Regions from separate parts of the Danio rerio genome. Here region 1 is linked to region 2. The links are chromatin contacts, called in public Micro-C maps. All regions are on one chromosome and are shown on one strand. Each heading gives the region's core, a stretch centred on a gene start, on an enhancer-like site or on the middle of the called end of the contact. The rest is flanking DNA. Distances are from core to core; before and after follow the strand shown.

Region 1 (6,842 bases), core at 391-2,890, 590 kb after region 2:
CTCTAAGTTTTGCTCTTCACAATCACTGCACTATTCAACATGTGCACATTTAAAAATTGTACATATTCATTGCACTACATTGCACTGATTCACTTATTTGAACTGTACATACCCACAGCATATGGACATCTGTAGTTATATACACACTGATACATTTGTAATTATGTTTATCTATCTGCACACTTCTAATTATTAATAGCAAACTGTACATATATTCATTTATTGCAAATCTCTGTTCATAGCTAATACAACCTATACATAATGATCATAGTACAATCATCTGTAAACATCACCATAGTTTTTCTATAACTGCACTTTATAACTTGTATACCTGTATCCTGCGCTTGCTACTATTGCACTGCTGGTTAGACCTAAACTGCAATTCGTTGCCTTGTATTGTACATGTGTAATGACAATAAAGTTGAATCTAATCTAATCTAATCTATAGCGCATGTCTTTTGGACTTGTGGGGAAAACACATCTTTAACATCTCTCTGTTAAACAGCACTTGGTAAACATTTTAAAAAGAAGGCTAATAATTTTGCCTTCATTGGTAAGTTGTACACTAAAGATAAACATAAAAACTGTGCATCAAAATATTTATTTACTCCAAAAATTATTAAAATGCATTTTAAAAGTGGGTCAAAATAGGCCAAACTTATGGGGCACACATATCAATTTTAGCATCTGGGCCAAATATTGGCATCTGGGCCAAATATTGACATCTGGTCCATGTCTTACAGACGGTGCCACCACTTCCAAACCTGGGCCATGTTTGAGCCACATGCTGTATGCCAGAGCCGGATGAATGGCTGCTGTGCCAGCTTTATGTCAAATCTGGGCCAGAATTCTTTGCTACCTGGGAATGAATTGCCAGACCAACACCCAGATCATTACAAACACACATTATCTCTCTCTATATATATATATATTTTTTTTTTTTTTTAAACAAATAAATAAAACAAATGATGTTTTATGGTAGCTTTAATCCATCTTTTGTATGCTATATAACAGTTTATACGAACCATATGTAATTGAGGAAAACCTTAATTAATGCGTAATTACCATCGCTACAATTTAAGGCTAACTACAATAACCATGATTTTCTTCTTCAGTAAAACCTTGTAAAAAGTGACATGTGGAGTAACTTGACAACAAAATGGTTCCAGTCAGAACACAACGCACTACTTCAATATCCTAACTGTATGATCTTGTAAATACATTTCCGATTAATATCACCTCTACCGATTGCATTCTGTATCTCAACTACACGGAAAAATCAACAATTGAATGATAGCGTAAAACCTAAAACAGTAACTGCAAGACTTTACAACAGAAATTATAAAGGCGTCCTGATTTTAGGGATGAGGCGCCACCTGCTGGCGGAAAAGTAACATTTTTAAAATGCACATATTACATTGTACTTTCTAGATTTCAGTGTCAACGTGAGTACATTAATAAAAGACGACAGACTTTTCTTTTAGAGGTTAATTAACAGTTTTTCACCTTTAAACGTGAACAATGCACTGACGTCATTACGTACGAAACGTAGAGCGCGCGCTTGGTATATATATTCATGAGCGTAGACGTCATCGGTCTCTTTGACTGTGTCCGCCGTGGTAGGCGGCATGATAGTGAATTCACTGTTAAACGAATCCAAAAACATCAGGCAAAATGGTGAGTCGATTTAATAAGTTATTTATTTTATACGTTAGTAACCTTATGCAGTTTGACGTTTTGTTGCGATTTAACCCTTTAGAATGGTTAAAATAGACTAAAATGAAAGCGCAGTACATGCTGTTTCGGAAGTGACTGGTTTGAATTAACTTTTGTCTTTAGAAGTTTTTTTTCAGACAAATAATGTTTAAAAGAGTTTAGTCATTTGATATTTTAATCCATTATCAGTGTAATGTTAGCGTGTAGCAGCTATCATAAGAGCACTTGCGTTACTTTTTGCTTCCTGTTTTAGTTAAAGTCTAGTTAACTGTATTCTCAACTCAGTGTTTTTAGAGCTTAATTTTTCATGTTCAAAACTTTTCACTAGTTCTTTGGAACTCAGAAAAAAAAATCGTATTCCCATAGTTTATAATATAGTAAGCAGTAGTAATCACAGTAAATGATAATCTAAATACATGATTTGTTTTATTGAAACAGACCTCATTACTCTTGATTAAAAGTTGTGATTTTCACACGTTAGTTGTAAGAATTCAGAATTCATTATATTTACTCCGAAAATATCCTAAAAGTGTGTGTGTGTGTATATATATATATATATATATATATATATATATATATATATATATATATATAAAGAAATTATCTCAGTATATTTATGAATATATAAGCTGTGACATTTATTCTGTGACTGACCATAAGTTATTTCTGAGCAAACAGTCAGTCTATTCAGACTGCAGAAATGCATACTATGCAAACATTAGTTTTGCTTTTCTATGTTCACCATAAAGGGACAAATCAACCATCCGGTTGAGCACGTTTTGAACGTGAAGTTTGTGAAGTTAGGGCACTTAGACGGTAATGTGTAATAAAAATACAAAATCTGCTTGCCTTGCAAATTTTAGTCTCCCTCAGTGCAACATTGTTTACAGCCGAATAAATAGTGCTAGTGTTGTTCAGTTGATACTTGCATGTTATTTCAGACCGAATATTTAAGGTATGGTAAACAATACAGGGATCATGTTAAAAGTTGTCACTAAAAGTGTGGGAATGTAAAACCAACTTCACATTATTCTTACCCTCCACTTGTACTTTACCCGTTTGAGTTTTTGCTATGGATCTTAATGAACATCAGTTTCAACATAAATGAATAAATAAAACTACCCAGTTAAAAGCTTTCTTTTTTTTATATATATATATATATATATATATATATATATATATATATATATATATATATATATATTTATATATATATATATATGAGTAATAACTTTAAGCATAGTAAAAGGTTACCAAGTAGTGAATTTTAAAACTAGAAATATGCCTCCTTTCATATTTCTCCTTATTTTACTTCTTTAGGAGAACTTCAATGTAGACCAGATCCGTGCCACCATGGACAAGAAGTCCAACATCCGTAACATGTCTGTAATAGGAGCTTTTGATCACGGCAAATCAACTTTGACAGATTGGCTGGTGTCAAAAGCTGGTATCGTCAGCTCAGCCCGTGCTGGAGAAACCCGTTTCATGGATACGAGGCGTGATGAACAAGAGCGTTGCATCACCATCAAGTCAACGTGAGTATTAAGGTCAGACTACTAAATTTTTTCCCTGATTTCGGCCCAATTTGCTCGGCAAAGTGTTGTGGGGATTCGTAAATGTCAAATTGTTGCTATGATGCGAGATTCAGTTATTTCTTCTCGTGTAGTGTTAGTGCACGACAACTGATGCCATGTCTGCGACGCTTCACGACATCATCCCGTCAAGCCTTCAGCCCGGTAAGTACTGGAATTTGCATCTAAACTAACAAACCACTCAATGATGCACTCGGATGGGGCTGGGCAATATGATATTGACGATATACATCACTATAGATTTAATATGTTAATATAATTACATAATTTTAAAGTTATTTGTTAGCCACATTTTTCAGTTGTCAAAACAAGCCAAGTAGTGTTTCAAAGTGGCTCACCGGCCACTTTATTAAGTACACCTTACTAGTACTGGGTTGGACCCCCTTATGACTTTAGAATTGCCTTAATCCTTCATGACATAGATTCAACAAGGTACTGAAAATATTCCTCTAAGATTTTGGTCTATGTTGACATGATGGCATCATGCAGTTGCTGCAGATTTGTAGGCTGCACATGAAACAAATGAATGGACAGGACATGGTTGGCAACAATACTCGGGTATTTGACATCAGTGGCGTTGTTCGTTGCAGAAGTTGGGACTTTGTCAACTTTTTAAATGCAGACGGAAGTTTCCACCAATCAGATCACTGTATGCAAATACACCAGCTCAGACAGTAGCCAATTGCTGACTAGTTTTATTGGCTGACACTAACTATTTCATCAGCCCCAACTTCAGACACACCCTCTATCAAGTGTTGATGCTGAAGCCCTGTGTGCATTGGGCATTATGTTTCAATGCACAAATTTTAGTGACAAGTCCGCACTGTTTACTGTACTGAGCCCTAATTACTGTACGATGTATTTTGCGACACCATGAAATGGAACATAATATATGAAACTATATTGTGGCCTTGAGATACATGTATTTTGTCATATCGCACAGCCCTAATTTCAGTGAGTTTTGGAATCAGCATGTCAACTTTTAACCACTCATTAGTTTGTCATTCTCTTTGCGAATTATTATTCATATGTATTTTTTTTTTTTTTTTTTTAGTGAACGTATCTTTAAAGGTAACCAACCAGCTATCTGCTAAAAGTTTCCTTGTCAGGTTGAAGTAACATTTGCATTTGTGAGCGCATCGCTGATTTAATTTATAACCATCGCTGGGAATCTGCTTCTGCAGCTCTTTCTGCCACAGAATGCATTTAATCATCTAAAGTTTTTATTCATAAAGCACATCTATATATTTTGTAAATTGCTGTGTGTTGGAAACACTTGAACGCACATCATAGACGTCATGCAAAGATTGACTGTGAACCAACGTGTAGTCTGGCATATTGAGTACCCACAACACATCAAGATAACTCAAAATAACCATTCATAATTAAACAAAATTACATAGTCTGAACGGGTCTAAAGGCATATTGTATATTGCAAGACTGAAATATAAACCTTAAATCCACAAACGTTTTAATAAATGGACTTTCCCAATTTACCCACACAGGACCATCTCCATATTCTATGAGCTTGCTGAAAAGGATTTGGCTTTCATTAAAGAGTGCAAAGATGGCTCCGGCTTCCTCCTCAACCTGATTGACTCCCCTGGGCATGTTGACTTTTCTTCAGAAGTTACAGCTGCACTGCGTATCACAGATGGAGCATTGCTGGTGGTGGATTGTGTGTCTGGTATGTGCAGAAATAGTTTTTTTGTTTGTTTTTCCCAAATGACCGTTTTATTAATCAAAGACTTCCTTGGTATAATTTGATTTGCATGCTTTACTTTGATTCTGTAACTAAATCTATAGTTTTTTGGGCCGCTTATAAAAATGTCATTGTTTGGCAGGTGTGTGCTTACAGACAGAGACTGTGCTCAGACAGGCCATTGGTGAGAGGATTAAACCAGTTTTGATGATTAACAAAATGGATCGAGCTTTGCTCGAGCTACAGTTGGTCCCTGAAGAGCTGTACCAGATCTTTCAGCGCATTGTTGAGAAAGTCAACGTGACCATCTCCACCTATGCTGAGGATGAGAAAGGCCCTATGGGCAATGTCATGGTGAGTGCCTCAAGGCTCCGTCATGGGTCCATTAATGCTTTCTGTTTTATCTCTGGGCTTATTTCTAATATTCATTGTGAATGTTTTTAACATCCTGATCTTAGATTGATCCTGTCATTGGTAATCTTGCCTTCGGATCTGGACTGCATGGATGGGCCTTCACTTTGAAGCAGTTTGCTGAGCTCTATGTGAAAAAGTTCGCTGGTAAAGCTCAGCTGGGACCGGAAGAGTACATCAAGAAGGTGGAGGACATGATAAAGAGACTTTGGGGCGACAGGTGAGAGGATGTTCCAACACAACTGAATGAATGTAATCTTGCATTTCTGTACGTGACATTTTTATGGCCATTGTTTGCAGCTACTTTGACTCTACTACTGGCAAGTTCAGTGAGTCTGCGACATCGCCAGATGGCAAGAAGCTTCCCAGGACTTTTGTTCACTTAGTCCTGGACCCCATCTTCAAAGTGAGGAAACTAGCAACAATTCTGTTTTTAATGCAAGCCATTGATGATGATTTAAACATTCTTCACTTTGACCTGAATATCTTGTGATGAGAATTTTCAATCTGATATGGCAATAACAAAGTATATTAACTTAATGGTCATGTGCAAACGGATATTACATAGAGATTACATCTTATTCTTCCCCACTCTAAAGGTATTTGATGCCATCATGAACTTCAAAAAGGAGGAAACTGTAAAGCTGATTGAGAAGATGGGCATCAAGCTAGATGTGGAGGACAAGGAGAAGGAGGGAAAAATCCTACTGAAGGCTGTGATGCGTTGCTGGCTCCCGGCTGGAGAGGCTCTGCTTCAGATGATCACCATCCACCTGCCCTCACCGGTTACTGCTCAGATTTACCGCTGTGAGCTGCTGTATGAAGGACCTGGAGATGATGAGGCTGCCATGGGTATGTTTTGCTTTTTGAGTATAAAAACTGTAGCAAGGAAATCCTCATGTTCTGTAACTTTATCAAGTTTGTGCTTGTAGTTAAAGCCTGAATGTTTTGTTTGTTTTCTCAGGCATCAAGAATTGTGATCCTAAAGCACCTCTCATGATGTACATTTCTAAAATGATACCAACATCTGACAAAGGTTGTTTTTATGCGTTTGGTCGCGTCTTCTCTGGCTGTGTCTCCACTGGCCTGAATGTGCGCATTATGGGGCCAAACTTCACCCCTGGAAAAGAGGAGGATCTTTACCTGAAACCCATCCAAAGGTCCTTTTTTTTTTTTTTTTTCTCCCTATATATATATATATATATATATATATATATATATATATATATATATATATATATATATATATATATATATATATATATATATAAATTTGTCTCACTTTTTAATAAAATTGTTAGGTAATGTGAATAACCATTTATTTGTGAATTTTTTTTGCATGTTTTTGTGTTTTTCAGGACTGTTCTAATGATGGGTCGCTACGTTGAACCCATTGAAGATGTGCCCTGCGGCAATATTGT
Region 2 (6,935 bases), core at 1,966-4,465:
TTTTTTAAAATCTGAAATCGTGAGTTTTGTGTGAAGGTGTTGCGATGCATTTTAATACCATATGTAAACAGTCTTCTGTGCATCAAGACTATTTAATTACCCAAAAGACTTCCCCGCTATCTCTCTTTTTATTCAATAATGTCAGTGCTGCCATCTGCCATATACTGTAGCCTTACACTTCATCAAAAAGTCAAGTTCTACTTTCGTTATCAATCATACACTTAGTTTCATTTCTTTTCATACCTCGAAGCCAAAGTACTTCATCCACTCATCCACAGCAGGTGGTATGGCTGATTTAGCTCGGGCCAAGGCCACAGATCCCTCATTACTACCTCCAAGAAGTCCTGAATCATATGCCACATACAGGGCTCCTCCCGCAATGGTCACTTTTGTTGCAAACCTAAAACATAAAGAAACACAAATACAATGAGGTAAAGTTGGTTTTATATTTGCACATTCCTTTATTTAACTGTTTCTATTGCTTTCCATGCTAATTTGAATATTAGGTCAGAATTAGCATGGAAGTATGACTTCAAAACAACATTAGCACCATCAAATTTACTGTAAACAATGCTGTACTTTGATAATCATTGGCTGCTAAATTAAATCCATATCCATTTTTTAACTAAAAAAAAAAAAAAACAATTAAAATTCATTATTCTCATGTAGGCGGTGCTAAAATGTCCATTTTCCTCTGATTGGTCAACCAAATCTGAGCTTGTGACGTAGCCCCCAAAATAAGAGCCCTCTGAGGACAATACCCAGGCTTTGAATTATTAATATTTAGTTATATGTATATAATTATATAAACTAAGTTTACATATTCTGTCATTTGATCAGTTATCAGGCTTACATTCATTGCCTCTTTAACGCACACGATGTAAATCTCTGACAAGGTGCCTTTATTTAGCCTGTAGCCTATATAACAGTTTAGATTTGTTTTACAGATAATGTTCTATTACTTTAAATGTTCTTATTTATAGTTTATATAAAATCTTAATATATTATAGTTATTGATGTCATTCGTCTTATTCTTCAGTAGATCTGTAAATAATGTATTTTATAAAATGATCGTTTATAAGAACCAAGTTATTAATAAGTGTAATTCTCCAAATAAAAGTCTTGATTAGTCATGTCGTTTTAAAGATTTTCTACAATTTAAGCAGAAATAGGTTAAACAGAACTTAATTTGGCATAGTGCTCTCTGTGGGCATCACGTGCTAAAATGATTATTATTAATAATAACAATAATAATTATATTATTTAAGCCTACAGTAGCTCTGAAACAATCATGGAAACCAGGTGCTGCTCACAGATGTATATCTTTGCTCAGCATCAGGTGTACAGCAGCAATAAGTTTGGCAGTGAACTATAAACATAAATTATTATTAATAATAACATTATTATTATTATTACTGTCAAGGCCTTGCTCGGAAACAATCATGCAAACCAGGTGCTACTCGGAAATGGCTATCTTTGCTCAGCATCAGGTGCACAGCTTGACAGCGTGCACAGCAACAATGTTTGGCAGCGAACTATGACCTTATTTTATTGACAAAAGTCTAATAATACTGCTAATTTACGTTTTTATTTAATTTATGCATACGCAATGAATGTAAGCCTCATAACTGATCAAATGACAGAATATGTAAACTTTGTAATTATATAAATAGTATAGTTATTATTTATATACACACACACACATACATATACATATATATATATATATATATATATATATATATATATATATATATATATAAAATGATTAAAAGTTATTATTAAAATCATGTTTTTTTGTAATCAAAAGAAACACCGAAAAACGGCCGTTTTCTTAACTTTTTTTTTTTTTTTTGGACGCAAGATATCCTAATTCTGCTAGTATGATTTCCCCATTTAAAATTTGCAAAGATAATTATATTATCGAGGAGAATGTCTAAATATAAAACCAACTTTACCTCTATTATTTTGAAGGTTCTGTCTGAAATCATATGCAAGTATGACTCGAAAACAACATTAGCACTATTTATTTGACTGGAAACAACTTTACCTTCATCACAAATACAGCCATTCAAAGTACGTTAAAGCTGAAGGAAAGAGAGCATGTTTACAAGCTTCTCAGGTTATTATGACCCCAAATATATGATGATTACTTAAAATATATATGATTAACTCTAATACAAAACAGGATTTAACATTTTTACTGTCAAAGTTATTGCTGAATTGAGTAATTAGCATGCTAGCTATATTTAAACGACATTATAGGTAAAAATAGCAACTAAAATACGAGGTAATTTAATTTTAATGTAAATACAGATATATATATATAATATAATTATATAAAGTATAATAATGTATAAAGTATAAAAAAAACACTTAAACCCAAACAGACACTTGTGTGCTAACTTAGTTAGCAACCAGCTTCAGATACAAAAACAACACATAAACACTTACTTGACGACAGGGAAAATCTTAGCAGCCATATTTTAAAAGCAAAATTATGCTCTAAAGAACAATATTTCGTATCAAAACACTTCACAGGATGCTTTGTTTTACTATTTTGTCAGCGAGTTTCACCGACAAGGGCATTTGCTCTAGCAAACCGAAATGGTAGCAATAAAGTTCGTTTTGAATCCAGCTGTAGATCTGCACATTCGACAAAACGAACGACGAACATATAAAACGTAATAATTATATGTTTGAGTATTTTTGAACATATGAATATTCTATATATATAAGCATTAAAAGTAGAAGGGTGTTACTTTAAAAGACAATTCGGTTTTATATATTTGGTGAAAGTGCCGCCACGTTTTTCCTGTGGCTCAGATCGATTGACTAATTTTAAAATCACGTTTTTTTAGATTGTATGTGTAATATTAATTAAAAAAGAATCTTTAGCAGAGTCGCCAACGATAATAAAAGTAAGTTTAAAAAAGTAAAAAGTAAGCCTAAGTGAATAATAATTATGTTTTTATCCTTACTTTCGGTTTGTATTTCATAGTCTGTCAGGTCGTTCCGAATTTATAAACCCAACCACAATATTAACGTTATAATGCAAATAAAACAAGAATGACTGATTATTACAACACAATATTAACAGAAGTTACAAAATGCATTAAGTGCTAGCTGCCAAGTTATCTAAAGCCGGATTGTACTTTGGCACTAGCTCCGCCTGTCTGAACTTAGATTTAAAAACCTGTTCTGCCTGTTCTCTTGGTGTCGACTGCTGACTTTACAAAGTTGTGCATTTTGTAAGCTGTGCACAGATTTGCCATATTCCTTCAAATGAAGCTTTATGCCAAATTACTGCTTTGCAGCATATGCGTCGCGTTCATTGCGGTCCGATGGAGTGCTCCATCATTTAATGAGGGTGAGTTTAACAGCCTTTATGTTTATCTACGTGCTGTAAAATGTATTCTATTGTCTGTAAATTGATAAGTGATATGTCTTTACAGCTATTTAGAAAGTAGTCTATGCTACAAAGTGGTGGGAAAGCTTGTGGAAAGATTTGTGGACCCAAAAAACTAATATAGCCTATCTACACTCTCAGAAGGTAGGCCTCCAAAGGCTGTCACTGGGGTGGTACCTTTTCAAAAGGTACAAATTTGTGCTTAAATGTATATATTAATACCTTAAGGGTACACATTACTAAAAAGTACAAAAGTGTTCCTAATATAATATAATCTTTTTAGGTACCAATATGGAGCCTTTAAGTTAGAATCTGTACCTTTTGAAAAGGTACCACCCCAGTGACAGCATGCATACCTTTATTTCTGAGAGTGTAATAAATGTATTTATCTACGTGTTAACATTACGTGTTCACATTATTTCTTAAAGTACTTTTTTTCTCTTAAAATTATTTTAATTCGATCCTCAAACCCCAGGCGACAGGTCTATAAAACAGCAAGCATTTAAAATGTTATAAATCTGCAATACTGTTGGAGTTTGACATCAACATCCACAGAAAACATAGAATTAGGCATAACTTTGGATAAAATATCACGGTTTTGTGGTATTGTAATTGCTGCTCTAAAATAAAATATATTCTTTTTAAATGTTGGGGTTAAAAACAAAAACTTATTTCCCATTTGAACACGATATATTTTATTTTGAGGAACATTTAAAATATTTCGGAGCAGTAGCCGAAACTGTCAGGCTGAATAATTCAAATTAATCATTGACTTCTGCTGTCTTTATTTGTTTTAAAAACACAGATTTCTTTACAATTTAAAACTGCGTCTTTGAATATCTTTTCTGCTGGACATTCTGTAGTCCTAAAAAAAAAAAAAAAAAAAACATAAAAAAACATAAATAAAAAAATAATACACATATCTTTGGAATGGTACAGCAAAAAATGTTTACGGTTTTAAAACCTTGACTTTTCCGAACCGCGGTATACCTTAAAAATGGTTATAGTCCCATAACTACATACAATAAAATTTTTTGTTAGCAAATAAGATAAGATGAATAAGTTTTTCATATTTAAAAAACATATCTGCAGTTGTTATTTATTTGTGTGACTCAATCAGCTAGTTTGTGTAAAGAAGCATAGCATAGAATTTGTCAATGTGAAGAAATGAATATTTTATTGCCACTACAGATTAAATTTTTTGCCATCTTATCACTACGTGCAAGTGAGCAGTCAAGTATGTTAAATAAAGAAACATGACCTGCCCCTAGGGAACTGGCCTATTCATAAAACGTTTAAAATAGAGCTTAATATTGCACTTTATTTCCTGTTAGGGTCATGAAAAATGGATTTTATTCGTTTGGCAACTCGTGATAGATTTGTACAAATCTGTGATATCTTAATTTAATAGCTATCAACATGAACTTCCATGCCTTTTCAGAAAAAAAGTTCTGAAACCACCAAGTATCGGCTCACAGATGTATAAATAGTCAATGTATTTATTAAAATATTAAATCAGCCGTCTGCTATGACACTTATGCAATTCTTACGTAACAAGTAACAGAGTATCTCTGCCCCACAGGTTAGCAGTTATGCCTTTAAAATAATGAATTGCCAGAGAACGTTTGTCAGAATACAAAGAGGCTTTTGAAAAAAGTTTAAAGTAACTTTCCACACAATAAACGTGACCAATTGGAAAAGACCATCCCTAAACACCAATATTGTGATAAAAGAAAGCTGGAATTATCTTTTGCCCTTTAAAGCAGTGAACATTGAACACAGTCTTTGCATTGTTTATGTAACGACTGTCATACAGTGAAATATGTTTTTTTTTTTAGAGTCACTAAAAGGTGCCCGGGTGCTGGTGACTGGTGCCAGTACTGGCATTGGTGAGCAGTTGGCGTACCATTATGCACGTTTAGGAGCTCAAATTGTAATCACCGCGAGGAGAGGAAATGTTTTAGAACAGGTCAGTTGAGTTTCTGCTATCATTCATGCTTTAAGCATATTCGATTGCTTCAATATGTTTAATCTGACTCAGGTTGTGAGCAAGTGCCGGGAAATGGGGGCTCAAAAGGCTTTCTACATCCCTGCGGACATGGCCAACCCCTCTGATGCCGATCTTGTGGTGAAGTATGCCATCGAACAGCTTGGAGGACTGGATTACCTGGTTCTGAACCACATCGGGCCCAGTCCGTACCAAATGTGGGATGGAGATGTTCAGCACACACGATGGCTACTAGAGGTGCAGAATCACATTGAAGATGTTGTTTATTGAAGATTTACTGAAACAACACACAACATTTTATTCTTGTTAGTATTTATTTACATATTCTTTATGCCAGAGTTTCTAAACCATGTTCCAGGAGGACCAACTGCTCTGCCGATTTTCCACCTCTTCTTAATCAAACACTCCTGATTCAGATCATCAGCTCATTAGCAGCGACTGAAGGACTTGTAATGGGTGTAACAGTCAAAAGAGACATCCAAAACATGCAGTGTTGGTGGTCCTCCAGAATTGCGGTTGAGAAACACTATGCCATTTCTAACCTAAAGTTCATATAATTGCAACACATGCATGTTTATAAAATAATGAAAGTAAATGTGGATCAAAAATGCATGCTGCTAAAGTCATCCATGTGAATGTTCGCATTCACAATATACTAAAATAAAAATCACTTTAGCTCTCTAATGCCATTCACACTGCTGTACTTTCAACTAGGACAAGTATCACAAATTTATAGTAGTCTTTTTTATGAACTCGGTGCTATAAAACTAAACTTTGTGTTGTTACAAAAGAGAACATTTCACAGGCTGGAAAAGATACATGTGGTTAAACTCTGTAAAATTTGGCTGGAGAAATCTTTCCCCCCTTATGTAAAATTCCCAATTATAGATTCCTATTAAATTGGCCGGATGTTGCGCACCAAAGAATGTTAAATATGACTGCACTGCAGTAAAGAGGAGTATACTGAAAATTCAAACTCAAGTAAAAGTACCATTGCATGCCAAAAAAGTAGTGCAAGTAGAGTAAAAGTATCTGTTCTAAATACTACTCAGAGTGTGAGTAAAACATAGCTCTTATAAAAGTACACAAGAGTAGGGACTATTATATTGTGATAATTCGTTCACCGGTGATGCAGTGGCGCAGTATTTAGTGCTGTCGCCTCACAGCAAAAAAGTTGCTGGTTTGAGCCTCTGCTGGGTCAGTTGGCGTTTCTGTGTGGAGTTTGCATGTTCTCCCTGCATTCGTGTGGGTTTCCTTTCCACTCCGATTTCCCCAACAGTCCAAAGACATGCGGTACAGGTGAATTGGGTAGGCTAAAATTGTCTGTAGTGTATTAGTGTGAATGAGTGTGTATGGATGTTTCCCAGATATGGGTTGCAGCTGGAAGGGCATCCGCTGCGTAAAACATATGCTGGATAAATTGGCGGTTCATTCCGATGTGGCGACCACCGGTTTAATAAAGGGACTAAGCTGAAAAAAAAATGAATGAATAATTATTTTCCCGTATAATATAAATTA

Evidence for each region. Hi-C and Micro-C count contacts between places; a contact is called where the count stands out from the background.
Region 1: a contact with region 2 is called in a Micro-C map of caudal fin, with 6 times the contacts expected there. The contact joins the promoter of eef2a.1 here to the promoter of hsd11b1la in region 2. A contact is called at or near these places in 2 of 18 Hi-C or Micro-C datasets (caudal fin and an unstated tissue).

What each region holds. Positions count from the first base shown.
Region 1 is chr22:19,995,050-20,001,891 of GRCz12tu, forward strand. eef2a.1 (eukaryotic translation elongation factor 2a, tandem duplicate 1) reads left to right here and starts at 1,641. Exons shown (of 13, transcript NM_001045161.2): 1 at 1,641-1,677; 2 at 3,037-3,251; 3 at 4,814-4,995; 4 at 5,153-5,364; 5 at 5,469-5,641; 6 at 5,722-5,827; 7 at 6,021-6,273; 8 at 6,386-6,581; 9 at 6,780-6,842. The coding sequence starts at 1,675. It overlaps LOC137489061 (small nucleolar RNA SNORD37), which reads left to right and starts at 5,867; the gene lies at 5,867-5,934.
Region 2 is chr22:19,398,648-19,405,582 of GRCz12tu, forward strand. It overlaps hsd11b1la (hydroxysteroid (11-beta) dehydrogenase 1-like a), which reads left to right and starts at 3,216. Exons shown (of 6, transcript NM_200323.2): 1 at 3,216-3,370; 2 at 5,248-5,378; 3 at 5,451-5,654. The coding sequence starts at 3,286. micos13 (mitochondrial contact site and cristae organizing system subunit 13) reads right to left here and starts at 2,630. Exons shown (of 4, transcript NM_001044873.1): 1 at 2,455-2,630; 2 at 244-400. The coding sequence starts at 2,483.